Regions from separate parts of the Mus musculus genome. Here regions 1 and 3 are each linked to region 2. The links are chromatin contacts, called in public promoter capture Hi-C maps. All regions are on one chromosome and are shown on one strand. Each heading gives the region's core, a stretch centred on a gene start, on an enhancer-like site or on the middle of the called end of the contact. The rest is flanking DNA. Distances are from core to core; before and after follow the strand shown. Region 1 holds the start of Pkhd1 (polycystic kidney and hepatic disease 1). Region 2 holds the start of Tfap2b (transcription factor AP-2 beta). Region 3 overlaps Pkhd1 (polycystic kidney and hepatic disease 1).

What was found. Promoter capture Hi-C pulls out the DNA fragments that hold promoters and counts their contacts.
Region 1: a contact with region 2 is called in a promoter capture Hi-C map of hippocampal neurons, with 11 times the contacts expected there. The contact joins the promoter of Pkhd1 here to the promoter of Tfap2b in region 2. A contact is called at or near these places in 5 of 39 promoter capture datasets (hippocampal neurons, liver, pre-B cells and 1 more), 1 of 115 datasets of contacts at active chromatin or transcription factors (astrocytes) and 1 of 9 other capture datasets (embryonic stem cells).
Region 3: a contact with region 2 is called in a promoter capture Hi-C map of second pharyngeal arch cranial neural crest, with 15 times the contacts expected there. The contact joins the enhancer-like site here to the promoter of Tfap2b in region 2. A contact is called at or near these places in 17 of 39 promoter capture datasets (the 3T3-L1 cell line, 3T3-L1-derived adipocytes, the C10 cell line and 9 more), 1 of 15 datasets of contacts at CTCF or cohesin (stem cell-derived epiblast-like cells), 12 of 484 Hi-C or Micro-C datasets (cerebellum, cerebral cortex, cortical neurons and 8 more), 9 of 115 datasets of contacts at active chromatin or transcription factors (astrocytes, craniofacial prominence, embryonic forebrain and 6 more) and 1 of 9 other capture datasets (embryonic stem cells).

The regions. Positions count from the first base shown.
Region 1 is chr1:20,616,510-20,621,298 of GRCm38.p6, forward strand. It overlaps Pkhd1 (polycystic kidney and hepatic disease 1), which reads right to left and starts at 1,548. Exons shown (of 67, transcript NM_153179.3): 1 at 1,402-1,548.
Region 2 is chr1:19,206,335-19,211,056 of GRCm38.p6, forward strand. Tfap2b (transcription factor AP-2 beta) reads left to right here and starts at 2,580. Exons shown (of 7, transcript NM_009334.3): 1 at 2,580-2,914. The coding sequence starts at 2,834.
Region 3 is chr1:20,465,160-20,469,518 of GRCm38.p6, forward strand. All of the region lies in intron 35 of Pkhd1 (polycystic kidney and hepatic disease 1), which reads right to left. Among named protein-coding and RNA genes, the nearest start is that of Gm24162, 22 kb to the left of the region's middle. Within about 2 kb of position 1,457, at least 3 of the 459 cell types and tissues checked have an H3K27ac peak or open chromatin away from gene starts, as enhancers often do. A contact at or near this core is called in second pharyngeal arch cranial neural crest, where this site is marked.

The DNA.
Region 1 (4,789 bases), core at 298-2,797, 1.4 Mb after region 2:
TCTCTCAAATTTCCCGTTCACACCCTAGGAGCCGAAGCCAGATACTATCTGTGTGCTGTCATGCCAGCCTTGCCTCTAGAGATCACTCTGAAACAGTCCAGAGACCAGTTATCCATTTCCATACAGGTCATAATATAAGGGCCTGATATAGTATTCAAAGACTTAATTCTTTGATACATTTTTAAATACCACACATCTGATTTTACAGATCTAGAATAAATGGCTTTTTCTCCATGCTGAAGGAAACAGAATTCACATAGCCTGGCCCTATGAAGGCTGAGAGTTCCTCTCTAACACCAGGCAGAAGTGAATAGACAAATATTCCTAAAACTCTAGCTCTGAGGGTCTCTGAAAGTTTGAAAACCGTAATGAATAAGTCCATATCATTACATATACGTTAATGTAAATTTCTACAAAAACACTCAATGTGGTAGCAGTTACAACCGTTTCAGAACGCCCCAGTAGTTTCACGACAAGAATGTCTAGCAATGTCTGCCTGCCCAATTGTAGTGAATTTATCATACAGGTGTGTCCTGTTTAAGATGGCCCAAAAGAGATAATAACTTCTATTTAGTTCAGGACTGGGAAAGTTTATTACATACCCAATAGATGCTGAACATTGTACTGGAAGCCAGGGGAAATAAAAGTCTGTCCTTAGTCCCCAGCAAAGAGGAGGCGTGGAGTCTTTTGAGGTTTGAAAGGAGTGTTGATGTTACCAGGTGTCCTTTTACCTTGTAAAATTTCCTACACCCTTCAGTCTATTTGTAATTGAATTCAATTTACAAACATCCAGCGTTCAAAAGTGCATGTCCTACAAAAGCACAACAGGAGCGAGGATTCCATACCTAGCCCAAAGGCACGGGACCCAGCTTGCATGTTCTGCCAGGTGTGCAGGCCAATCTGGGCATACTATTTTATAATAATTCATCTTAATGTCCGGCCCCATGCTTAGAGCAAGCATAATAACACCCCACTTAGAACAACAGAAATAAGCACCCCACAATGAGCTCCAATAAACTTGAAGTTCAGAAATACCTATTTTTTTTCCTCCAAAACAAAACAGTCATATGAACCATAAATGTCACTTTGCTGGGTGGGGATTCATTCAAGTCTGCTCATCCTTCCTGGTGATCAACACAGTGTCCAGTTTCTTTTAAGGGGAATGTTTCAGCCACAGAGACGTGCACTGTGCATTGAGTTTAGTCCTCTTCCTGTCTGCGTTCTCTTTCTTCTGCCCCTCCCGCATCCCTCTTCTCTCAGCATCCCCTCCTCTGGGAGCCTAAAAGACAAGTTTCCGTGCTCTTACTGTGGACCTCCCACTCCCACTTCCTTTTGCTTACTGCAATGACAGTGGGAGATGCAGCGCTAGAAAAGGAAGTCTTTTTCTGAATCAAACAGTACCTGATGCTGTGTCAGCCTTGTGCCTCAAATGAGAGAAACCGTCCCCTTCTAAACGAAGCCGCGTTATTCGGTGACAGGCCAGCCTGCAGCTAGCTAGCTAGCTAGCTAAGATGCAGGTAGCTCACTTCCTGTTGGACTGGAACTCACCTAACTCGCTTGTGTCCTGGCTAAACGTGCACCAGAGTGAAAGTTCACAAATGACCACAGGGCAAGTTTAATAATTAACGCGAGCCACTTAGAGACCCAAAGAAAGGGCTGCTTACATTTTTCTCCACTTACTGCATGTGTCTCAGACAAGAATTAAAAAAAAAAAAAGAAAAGAAAAGAAAAAAATAGTCTAGCCAGTGTGACCAGTGGGCACTCAGTAACTGAAAGGAGGTGCCAGAAAGACAGCCAGTGAGCAGAGACCCCAGCAGGAACTTACATGCTCCATGAGTGCTCTCTGCCTGATCCTGCACCCTATGCTATGGGCTTTCAGTGGTGGTCCACTACACTTGATGTCTTATTGGTTTCAAAAATATGGCACAGCCTGGGGTTCAAAGGTCACTAGAGTAGATCATTTCCTTCATGGAATACTGTTGCTGTCTTGTGCTTGCTTTTTCTGCAGGTTCAGATATATTTCCTTTGTGTGCATCTTCAGGCCAAGGCTACTAACAGCTTATACTATTGCTAGCTTGCAAGTTTTTAATACCACCCCTTTATGCCTTTTCTAAATCTTGGCTGCCCTTCTAGAACTAATCCCTTTAATAATTTTTTATCTCAAATATGCCTTCTATTTCCTATTAGGACTCTAAGGTTATATATACTCTGAGAGATAACTAAGTTCCCGTATTGGCAATATACAGTTCACAGTCATCAAAACTCGAGTGTACCTTGCTAAATGATTCAGCAGGGTTGAGCTGCTCAATAGTGTCTGACGTATATAAGCTATTCCCAGAACTCTGTGTACATCACGTAGGGGAAAAATACTATGTTTATTCTTCTATAAACCCAAATAGATTGCACTGTGCTTTCTATAGAGTAGACTCATCCATAACGTGGATTATATTAGGGATATATTTGAAATAGACCTAGGCAATGAAAGCAAAGTATTGAAACTGAGAATGCCTGGGGCCTCTTTTGGTTTGGGCTTTTCCCCTTTCCTTACTTTGAAAAAAAATTATTATATTGTCTACAACTTATATCCATATTTCTGAAAGAAAGAGGGCAGATCACCAGGTGGACAGGACAGCAGCATGACTTTCCACTGAAGAACTTCATTAGGCGATTAGAGCAAGCTTTTGTCTTCCAGGGTCAACTCTTGAGATGCTTCACCTCACATTGCACTGCCAGAACCTCCCTGGAGAAAAAGCCCCCCTTTTCCTCTCTGGGATTCCTCTCTTGTCTTGCTTGCTTTTCTTCAGCCCTCTTCTCTTCATGAAGATACAAAGGAAAGGAAAGCAAATCCCTCTGGGTGTGATTTCCCATCATCATACCCAGAATCATACATCATACATCAGAATCATGGGCTCAGATTTTGAGGCAGCTTGACTCCACCCAGGGCCTAACCTAAGGGTAAAACATTAATGTGAGACTTTCATTAACAGACTTTCTTTCCTGCCAAGGGCCATACAGAGGGAATGACAACTGGCTTTGGAACTCATGGAATGCAGCCCACTGGCTAGCACAGGCACACGGGTGAGCCACGGTTGAAGCATGACCCCAAGGACCACGTGTCCTGAGGACTTCACACTGCTATGGAGTTCTGCTCTGCTTGCTGCCCTCACACCCCTGTTAATCTGAGAATTGTATGAAAACTCTAAGGGGGCTTCCAGCCCCTAACTGGGCAGCATCTCTGGCATTCACAGTAATAGTGCTTGATCTCTTTCAGTCATTGCTGCTGGAGCAGATTAATGATTCAATCACCACCCTAGAGAAGAACTGAGAGATATAGATCATCAACAATGACCACCACCCTTAGAAAGCATTTGGAAAAATAAACTTGTTAGTGAAGTTAGGTTATGATGTTTCTGCTACAGACTCTGATATAGAAAATCTTAGGGAACAATTTGAAGTTCAGAAAGGCACACTCTTATTAGTTAAGCAAGGAACATTTATGGTCAGGGAACAAGAACAATGGCAGCACTGGGGAACGTGTCTCACTGAGGCTGGACTGCTGATGGTTGATTTCTTATACCCATTTTTATGCTCAGCTTCCTGATGTGGTTTAATAAGAATTTCTGATGTGACGATGTGCATTCTGGGGATTTAAAGTAGATATGACAAATTTTTTATATAAAAGTTTAGATTTGTGATTCATTTAAGATTCTTATGGGATTACTTTTAAAGATAAATAATAAAATAATTAAACCTTTCTTGAATCTATGTGGGTGTGCTTGGGAATAACTTGTTTTCTTTACCTGCACTATGTAATATTATATCATGTATAGGTATTGGGAACATACTGGTTTTTCATAGTCATTCACTAGAAGAGACTAGAATAAAATCATATTGTAAATTTATAGGGCTTGAAAGATTTTTATGGGACACACAGACTATCGGAGAAATGTAAATAAAGAAAATATTCAATACAATAAAAAAAGAAAAGAAAGAAAGAAGAAAACCATGACATCAGGCAATTTGCATGGGTTTTGGAGTTTTCAGAGTGCATAAGAGTTCCAGTTTTGAAGCAAAAGAACGTCTCACATTAATCAAGATGACTAATACTCTGAAATCTCAAAATTTAAAAATAAACGTTAAGGGACTTGAAAAAATGAATATGGGATATGTGATATTTTTAGACTCATCTTGTTCCAAGAGAGAAAAAAAAAACCTGACACTTTCTATAACTTGACACTCGGACTGGGTAGACTTTAGCTGCTCTCTCAGTTTTATTCCTGCTATGTCACACTAGACAGATGTTGCAGTAGTCAGTGTTTCCTAAATCAGAGAGACATTCCTTTCTTTGAATTTGGAGAGTATCATATCACTGCATGTCAGTTTCTGAATTACAGCCAATTTTTTCTCCCCATGTTCAGCAGAATTTAAAATAAACCATACCAGTAGGGAGTGACAAGACTAAAGCAATTAATTTTTTTCCTTTTTATACCTTGCTGCTGAGGTGTAGAAGCCCACCTGAGCTTTCAGAAATGTCTCTCACACTTGGATTTAAAATGGTGAATCGTGTATTTCTGAAGCCCTGTTGAATGCTCGCTGTAGTGGCAGAATGCTATAATATTGTCAGTTTTTGTATCTTAAATAATTTTCAAAATGGAAGAAATGGTTGCCCCCTCCCTGTAAAATGTTGCACCGTTAAAACGGCATGGTGTCTGATATGATATGAGCGATACAGATGAGGAAAATCCTCTAGAATAATGAAGACATCAAGTAACGAGTCAGATCATTCAGG
Region 2 (4,722 bases), core at 1,330-3,829:
AAAGAAATTGAGCTGCTAGTTGTCGTTTGAATCTTCAAAATTCCTACAGAGGGCGGTGTTGCCTGTTCAATGAAGGAGGGAACGGTCCCTGGGAAAGATTTGTGGCGAAATAGCTGGGATTTTTCACAAAATGCCACATCGAAGAATTAACAAGGATTTCTATTATCAGTATGCATTTCTTCGGATAGTTACCCATGTATGTATGTATGTATGTTTGTATGTATGTATGTATGCACATATTTTAGGTTTGTTTTGTTTTAAATGAAGTCGGACTTATTTTTAATGTTTTGTAAAGTGCTTAGATAATTTTAACAAATACTAAGTACGTTTCTACATTATATATATATGTATATATAATATTAAGATTTTTAAAAACACAAGTGAAATTTTGAAATTCTACATAAATGAGGCTTCAAAACAGTCATGGTGGCACACTATATTACCTATTTAAATAGTTTTATGAGTAAAATTATATCATCAGTTTGATTCGGTTTTAGTAAATGTTAAAGTTTATCTCAGATTAACCAATGCTATGCTCCAACGTGATTTTAAAACATGAATACACGAACTTAGAGAATAATGAAAGCTTTTTCCAGATGCTGTTTGGTTTGGGTTAAGGTTATCTTTAGACAATTAAAACCTAGCAGTTAAAGATTTAAAAAAGAGGGATGTAAATTATCTTGTTAATAAGTTTGTGCCTGGGGAATTTTAATTTCCAAATCTATAACGTCTATCTTTCAAATTATCAAGTAGAGGATGACTTAGTGAAAGAGTGTGGAATCCACTTTAAGTCCTTCCACACAACGACATTAAGAGGAACGATTTCCTGTCTCCCAACCATCTCTGGTGGCGAAAGGGAGACATATCTGCTGACGCTGGAAGACTAGCCTTGTTCTGTGTAGTTTAAGAATATTTTCTTTTTAGTAGAGGGAAGAGGGGAAGGAAAGAAGAAGGAAGGGGGAAGGAAGGAAAGACTAGAAGGAGAAGATCTAAAGAGAAAGAAGGAAAGAAGGGAGGGAGGGAGGGAGAAGGGAAGGAGGGGTTAGAAGAAGGAGGAAAAGAAAAGGAAGAAAAGAAATCCAACAGGGAATAGAGAAAAAGATGTGTTTCTCAAGTTCTGCCTGAAGCACCCTGCATTTCCTTCATTTGACTTACAGTAAATTAATAATAATAACAGTAACAATAATAGATCTACAGGACTGTTCATTGCGAGGTAGGAGTCCTCAGCTTGGCTGTTAGGAACCGCTGTCTTCCTCCTAGTCTATCTGAAGCCTTCTCCTACTCACGGAGCCTCCGACCCTGCCGGAGCTCTAGAATGCACTGGAGTTTAAAGACAATCTCCCTTTACAGATTCACCCTCATCAGGTTTAATAACTTCCACCCCAAATTACCCCAACCCTCCTCATTCCCTCCTGTCATTTATTTTCTGCCCCAGGGGCCAAGATCTTCTTCAGTGCCTCCCTACTGACTCCAGGGAACCCTCCGAGAACCCAGAAAGGGTGGAAAGATGGGGAGGAGAGGGAGCTAGTGAATATAGAATTCCTCATGAAATTAAAAAAAAGAAAATCCTGTGCCTTACAGGGTGCCCACTTGAGGGTAGGTTAGTGGTTAAACTTTGTACTTGTTGTTATTTATGCTTTGAAAATATTTTTTAAAAAACTAAACTTCAAAAAGCACATATTCAAAAGAAAATCTACCCCAATGCAAAATGGCCAAACAATATTTGCTCTTGTACATCTTAAAACATTTCCCACTGTTTCCTTAAACAGTACAAAGCTTAAACCTTCTCAAAGATTTGGGTGTTCTTGTCTCAAGTCTATCAGATTAAAATCACAAATTACAGGCAATAAACCCAAATACAAAATGTTCTATACCCCTGTTAAAGGTCTCAAGATTAACATTGTGTGCTTTGTTGTTTCCAACATGTAAAGGAAGAGAAAAAACTTAATAAAATGGAGACTCCAGGCAAACAGAAAGACACCAAGGAACCACTAAAAATATAGAACAATCCCTAAAGCAACAAGCAATATAGATTGTAGGGTCCACAAGATATTCAAGTTTCCAAATGTGTTAGACACAATGAGCAAAATATCAGAAACCATTGTGGTAAATAGTGGTGTTATTCTTGTTCCACAATGATACTTTTATAAGGTTGCATCAATAGAGAAATATAACTCAAAGTCAAAAATCTAGTGGTGTTTTTTTAATGCTCCCCTAAATATACAAGAATAGGAAAACTGTCTTTAAAATCTCAGTAATGGTTCTCCTAAAAGAAAAAAAAAAAAAACTATGTAGAAAATTTGGGGACTGATGTGCGTGGTTTCTCATTGTCAATTATTAAAACACTTTAGTTAGTGGCTGCATTGATTCGCCATTTTCAAAACAGATTTTTAATGTATCTATTTATATTTCTCGTTTTGAACCACTATATTCCCTTTAAATGCACGGTTAGTCTGTGGATTCTGTGACCCAGAGGTGTTTATGTAACTAATGTGACTATCTGCGTGTAAATTCATGTTTATGATTTTTTATAATATATATGTGTGCATGTGCGTGTGTGTGTGTGTGCGCGCGCGCGCGCGCATGTGTGTGTGTGTGTGTGTGTGTGTGTGTGTGTGTGTGTGTATGCGTGCGCGTTGTATCTAAGTCCTGTGTGCAATAATGTTTTTCTGTCTGCTGAGGCTTACTTCTCCAGCCTATTGTTTGAGACAACAGATATAAGTTGCGATGGGAGAGGAGCGTCGGATTTGGTGTGTATCCCCCATTTCCAATTATAGATGGATCATTACAGACAGCGGAGTCCTGAGAAACCAGACATCTGCTCCTCACATGAATGCACTCACCTCCTAGAGACCAGGCTGCGATCATGCTCTGGAAACTCGTGGAGAATGTCAAGTACGAAGACATCTATGAGGTGAGCGGACACCCCAGATGCATTTTAGAGCTTTGGAGATAGAAAACTGGAGCTTCTTTGACACCCCAGCTGATATATTTTAAGCTATTTACTCGTAGATTTCTGATCGGGTTTCTGAGGTTTCTTTAAGTTTTCTAAGGCTGGCTCTGGGAGACTTTGCTCTCCAGAAAGGGAACTTTTAAGGTTGGAATGTGAGAAGTTTAATTTAGGAGCTATTTTCTTTTCCTTTTTGTTTTTCTTTCTCTCCGGCTCTCTCCTTCCCCTTGTAGACTCTGGTAGGTAACGTGGAGCCAGGAATTCAGGCAAACAGTGAGGGAAAAACAGTCTCTCCTCATTTTGAGTACGGGACAGAATCGGGTTTTTAAGCCTCACGCCGACTGGGACTTTAATTTTTGCTTTTTAAACTTTTAATATTTTTTTTTAAATCGGTAACCAACGTACGCAGGTAGAGGGTAGATATCTAGGGAGAGCGAGGGGAAAGGAGGGATGTATGAACAAATCCAGTACCGTATGGGAGAGAGCGCGGTTTGTTATTTTTGTTTTGTCGTATTTTGATTCTTTGCGGGTCAGTGGTTCCAAGCAGAGATGGCAGCCGCCAGCGTGTGGGCATTTTTAACGAAGCCTGCCCACACTTCGTGCTACCCGCTACCGGTCCCCAGGCAAGCGCATCCCTCCCGTGCTTTTCCCTCCGCCTTGTCGGACGCCACCGAGAGCTTCCGGAGTCCGCGTCGAGCGAGGCTGTCCGGCTGCCCTTCCAGCTGGCGGGCGAGGGGAAGCGGCCCGGCTGGGGACAGATGAGGGATCCCGCGCCACAACCCGGGAGCTGGGGAGCTGAGCTCAAGAGGAAAGGAAAGTAAGGCTCAAGGGGACGTCGAGAGAGGGAAGGCAGACTCCGAAGCTCCAAGATATCTGAGGATCGGGATTAAAAAAAAAAAAAAAAAAAAAAAGCGAAAGGGGTTTAGCGAAGAGGGAAGCAGAGGCGGGGGAAGAAAAGTTGGAAAGCTACCCGCAGCAGCACAGCAGCACGAGGCTGGGCCACCGGGCAGAGGTGGACAACCCAGACTCAGTAACCGGTTCTGAAAGAAATCTGAACCGTGAGCCTTGTAGGTGTTGGGACAGCACCGCGGTGTTAGCCTTGCTCAGCTAAGAAGAGTCCGGAGGCAGGCGCTAGCTCTGTCCCTACCGCTCTTAACTGGGTCCGGTGTGTGGCCGCGACTCCTCAGGTTTTCTGGGTAGAGCGGCTAGAGCCAGTGGCCAGGGTCCCCCAGATCTGCCATTCTTACGACCTCATTTAGAGGTAAATGAGAAAGTGAGAAAGGTAGAAGAAAAGGAAGTCAAGAAGAAAATGAGAGACAGGAAAGAGGAGGGAGAGAGAGAGAGAGAGAGAGAGAGAGAGAGAGAGAGAGAGAGAGAGAGAGAGAGAGAGTTCTTCTTTCTCGGGTGACCTCAGGTTTCGCCTTCCTCTTTGTGGTAGTGTACTGAGGAACCGCGCCTCCCCGCCTGGTGGGATTCAGCGTCCTTTTATTCCTAACAGGCGGGATTATGTTCAACTCCAGGGCGTTGAACTATCCTAAAGAGAACGTCGCCCATAGTAAACATAGCACTGGCGGAGCTAGAGCCGCGGTGGAAATAGCTCTGGGTATATACATAGAGGAATTATCCTAATCAGTGTGGTGCTAGTTCTTTGGTTATGAATAACATAAAGGGCTAAGTGGAAAATGAGGGAGGGCTAGGCGGGGAAGGGAGTGGAGAAGAGTAAAAGTGGGAAGGGAGAAGAGAAATGGGGAGGGAGAGGAAAAAAGGAAAGG
Region 3 (4,359 bases), core at 207-2,706, 1.3 Mb after region 2:
TATCTCAGTGACATATAAAGCTTTTAAAAGAAACCACACAAACATCCCTAAACATTTACAACCCACTCAACATTATCTTATAGTATCAAAACCTTTATGGGTAAATCAAACACCATAGAAATCCATAGACAATAATTAAATATGGTTCAATAGCTCGATTCCTTTAGGTTTTGAGGTACAGATGTGTTCAAAACAAAAGAGTTTCAGAGATAGATAGATAGATAGATAGATAGATAGATAGATAGATAGATAGGTAGATAGGTAGGTAGATGATGGATGGACAGACAGATAGATAAATAGATGCATCTAGATCAGGCAGCTTCTTAAGTCTATACAAGCCATTGAGAATAGAGCAAGATTACCTTATTTGAATCAAAATGGCTGAGAAAGCCAGAATTCACACCTCTATTGGGACCTCTATGTGCTCCCAAGAGAAAGTTGTGGTAAATTCCCAGAAGAGACCTGTGATATACCTGAACCACACATTCACCCTGAAACTGTTCCCATTCTACTCTGCCCTCCCCTCTTTTTAGACTCAAAACTTACCCCAGTGTGATTCCAAAGGGCACTTTTAGAAAGACTCCAAGACAGCCCCTCAAGAAACCACACTGAAGGCTTTGTCCAGGCTCCTCACCAAATGCTCATTACCTCTTCTGTGCATAGGAAGGCTTTGCAAATTTAGAGCCACTTCTGATGAGAAGTCAGAAGTACAAGGGAGGCCAGCCTGACACAGAGTTTATAATTATTAAATCATTCTTTTTTCTTAGCTTGTCATAGAATTCAGCACAGTAGTTAATCAACCATAGTGGCCATAGTGGTAACTGTTCAAGTAAATTTAAACTAGGCAGAACAAAACTGAATCTGTTGTTGTTGTTGTTGTTGTTGTTGTTGTTTATATTTATTTCAGTTACTACAGTGATAGGAACTGGATACATTACAAATAGTGGAGGTACCTGCTGTATTGATATTTTAGCTTGAAACTTCATTACTATATAAACAGAGTCTCCCTGTACATTTGTATTCAGCCCAGGCTAGAGGCAGCATCTGAGAGGAACATCGTATCACAGAATGTTTCTCTCTCAAAAGCTGAACCTTCTGCTTTAACACTTCCACAGACTCCTCCAGGCCTGCTTCAAATACACAAAACACTCCTCTAAAACTCAAAGAGACATCCCAACACCTTTGTAATAGGCCTGTGTCCCGGGGGAGGGAGAAGGAGAGAATAAAGAGACCAGGCAAATTAAGGGAACTGTTGAATATAAACTTGAAACCTACTGTCAATAAAACCCAAAACCAACTTGAAGCAGAGGTAAAGAAAGCAGGGGGAGGAACGGCAATGTTAAATGGTCATCTTTCTTCTCTTTTTTTATTTGAGGAAGTTAAGTTTGCATAGCTCCTTATGAGCTGTCTTTGGTTAAACTCACTATTAACAAGCTTTGACATTTGAAATTTAACTGAACGTGAGCCAACCATTTCCAGCACCATGCCACCCATGAAGGCAATTGGAAATATTTTTGCTAGCGCCTAACAGTGTGTTTATTGAAAAGACACTGCTTTCAAGGGAAAGTGTTTATAGCGTCCACTTTAGCTGCTATCCCTGAACTGTTAAGTCCACAAGCAGTGTGTGTGTTTGGGGGGGTGGGGGTGGGGGGGTGGGGGGACCTTTAACCCTTTCTGTCTCTGCTCTAATTCTCTTCAAGTCTACCTTGGAAATGTTAATGAAGTTTATCACATTATAGCAGCCTGGATTGAAAGGGCAAATTTGCCAACCTTGCCATATGACCACAAAAGGAAAGCACGGGGTTAAAAAGAAAGGAGCAAGCCTATAGGGACCTTAGAGGAGCCATTACTCAATAGGAAGGCACAAAAATACTTACACTTTATTAGTAATGCCATTAAAATGATCCTTTCCCAGAGAGAGTGTAAGGACTAGATAGATCAATGGAGTTGTGAAGATGCTGTAGATTCTTCTGGGCTAAAATTCAAGTCCTCTCAATGAAAGCAAATCCATTATTAATTAAGTTGATTTCTCAAGAGGATGGCCTAGGAGGAAGTTCCTTACTTCACTCCTGAAGAAGGAAGGCTTAAGGCTTTCTGGCTTGGACCAGGACCAAATAAAATGAGAAAGAGGGGAATGAGCTTGAAATAGAAGCTTGCCCATGAGTACCTAGCTTGCGCAGAATTGCCCAGTGTCAGTTGGTCCTCTAGGTTGAGAGCATCATCCTCCCCTGTGTGATGGTCCTATAAGCAGTGCCCTATGTGTCATGGCCTTGCACAGACTCTCAGCCTTGAACTTCTCTGCATGCCTCTATCAGTAGGAAATTCAGTAACTGCTACCCTTTCCCTGAAGCCAGAGTTGCACTGGGGAATGTGGGTGTTTCCTTTGCCAGAGGCAATTTGGACCAAGTAAAAGAAAAGCAGAAATTATAACCTAATCAGGAATGCCTCTGAGGAATGGAGAGGAAATCTCAGTTACAAAGAAAAGGAAATTCACAATCTGTGAACTCCAAATAACATAGCATTTCAAGTTTGGGTTCACCAGACCAAGGATGGGCTACACTTAATGATAAGGACAAAGTTCCTGCACCAGAGTTGGTGCAAGTCAGAGACAATGACTTAGAAAAATACCTAGAGGAGAGAGCCAGGAAGTTGAAGTCTGTCCAAAGATATTGTTATTAATAGATATTTATCCCATAAAAAACCAAGAATCTCTTTTAAATTATCCAATAAGATCTTTATATATTCTTATATTTCGATGTGCTATGTGACTTCTATATTATTTCTAAAAGGTATAGGTAGTGTTTTAATATAATTGACAGTATTCATTAATAAGTCATAGTACGCTTTTGATATTTAATTTTTTACCCAACGTGAACTCACAGAACTTCTTGTTTGAAGTTTTAAGCAGCTAGTATCATGGGTCATGTTAACAATTATTTTTTTAATCAGCATAATTGAGATATAAAAAAACAAAATACAGAATTAAAAACTTAATGTAATAAATAAAAAGAAGGGGCTGGGGAGCTGGCCCAGTGGTTATAAGCACTGGTTGCTCTTCCAGAGGACCTAGGTTCAATTCCCAGCACCCACATGGCAGCTCACAACTGTTTGTCTATAACTCCGGATCCAGAGAATATGTTAGCCTCATACACACATACATGCAGGCAAAACATCAATGCACAGAAAAATAAATAAATCTTAATAAATAAATAGATGAAAATCTGTATATTTATAACTATTAAAGAGACACTGGAGAAATGGAAATAGTTGATAACATAGCCACACTACTCCATGAGGTCTTGAAGGTAGAAAGGCACAAAGCTGATGATGTCTTGCAATCCTAGTTATGATGGTGGGAAATGAGGACAGTGAGCCATGTCTCAGGATCTCACACCTAACCTTGTGGACTTCTTCAAACCCACTCAGTCCTTTTTTATTGTGATTTTGCTTGCAGGTCTCTGGGAGGATTTTGTCAGTTGTTTTTGTAACCAGGGCATCACCTGGAGGAAGCAGAGACTGATAAAAGCATACAGCTGTGAACTTTACAATCTTGGCTCAAATGGAGGACTGGCATCTGTTGGTATAGTCAGAGGCCATTCAGTGGCAAGCAGGCACCTTCAAGAAACTTTAGTCCTACACATGGGTATGGTAGTTAACAGCAATCGCCAACTTGACTGGATCTAGAACTGGCCAAGAGACAAGTCTTTGGGCATTTCTGAGATGTGTCCTAGATTCAGTTAATTAAGATAGGAAGCCCAATCCCACATGTGGGTTGTGTGATTCCATAGTGGGGGTCCTAGGCTGGCTGAAAGGAGGAACCTGAACTGAGCACCGGCCTCCAATTCTTGATGGCAGATGTCACGTCACCAGTTCTTGCTACCTCGCCTTCCAAACCATGATGGACGGCCAAAATAAATTCCTCCCTTAACTTGCTTCAGTCAGATACTTTGCCAGTGCATGAGAAAAGTCACTATGAGACTAGTATAGACATATTACTTTATCTTTTTTTTTTTCTTTTTAGTATTAGGTGTGACCCAAGAGCCTTGAACACACCAAGCAAATGCTCCACTATTGAATTAATCCCCATCATGGGGTATTATTTGAAATTAAAAAAAAAAAAAGTTTTGATGATGATGATGATGATGATGAAGAAATATCAAGAGAATATTTGCCTTCAATCAGGCAAAAAACACACAAAGATCTCCAATATGTTTTAGAAAATAATATTCAAAATAAACAGCATTTGGCAATTTAAGGGAAGGTTTCACTTAAAAAACTAATCTCTCTGAAGGAAATTCATTTTTTTCACATTCTTTATTCCTTAAGAAAAATATAAGACATCACAAAGTTTGGGGTTTT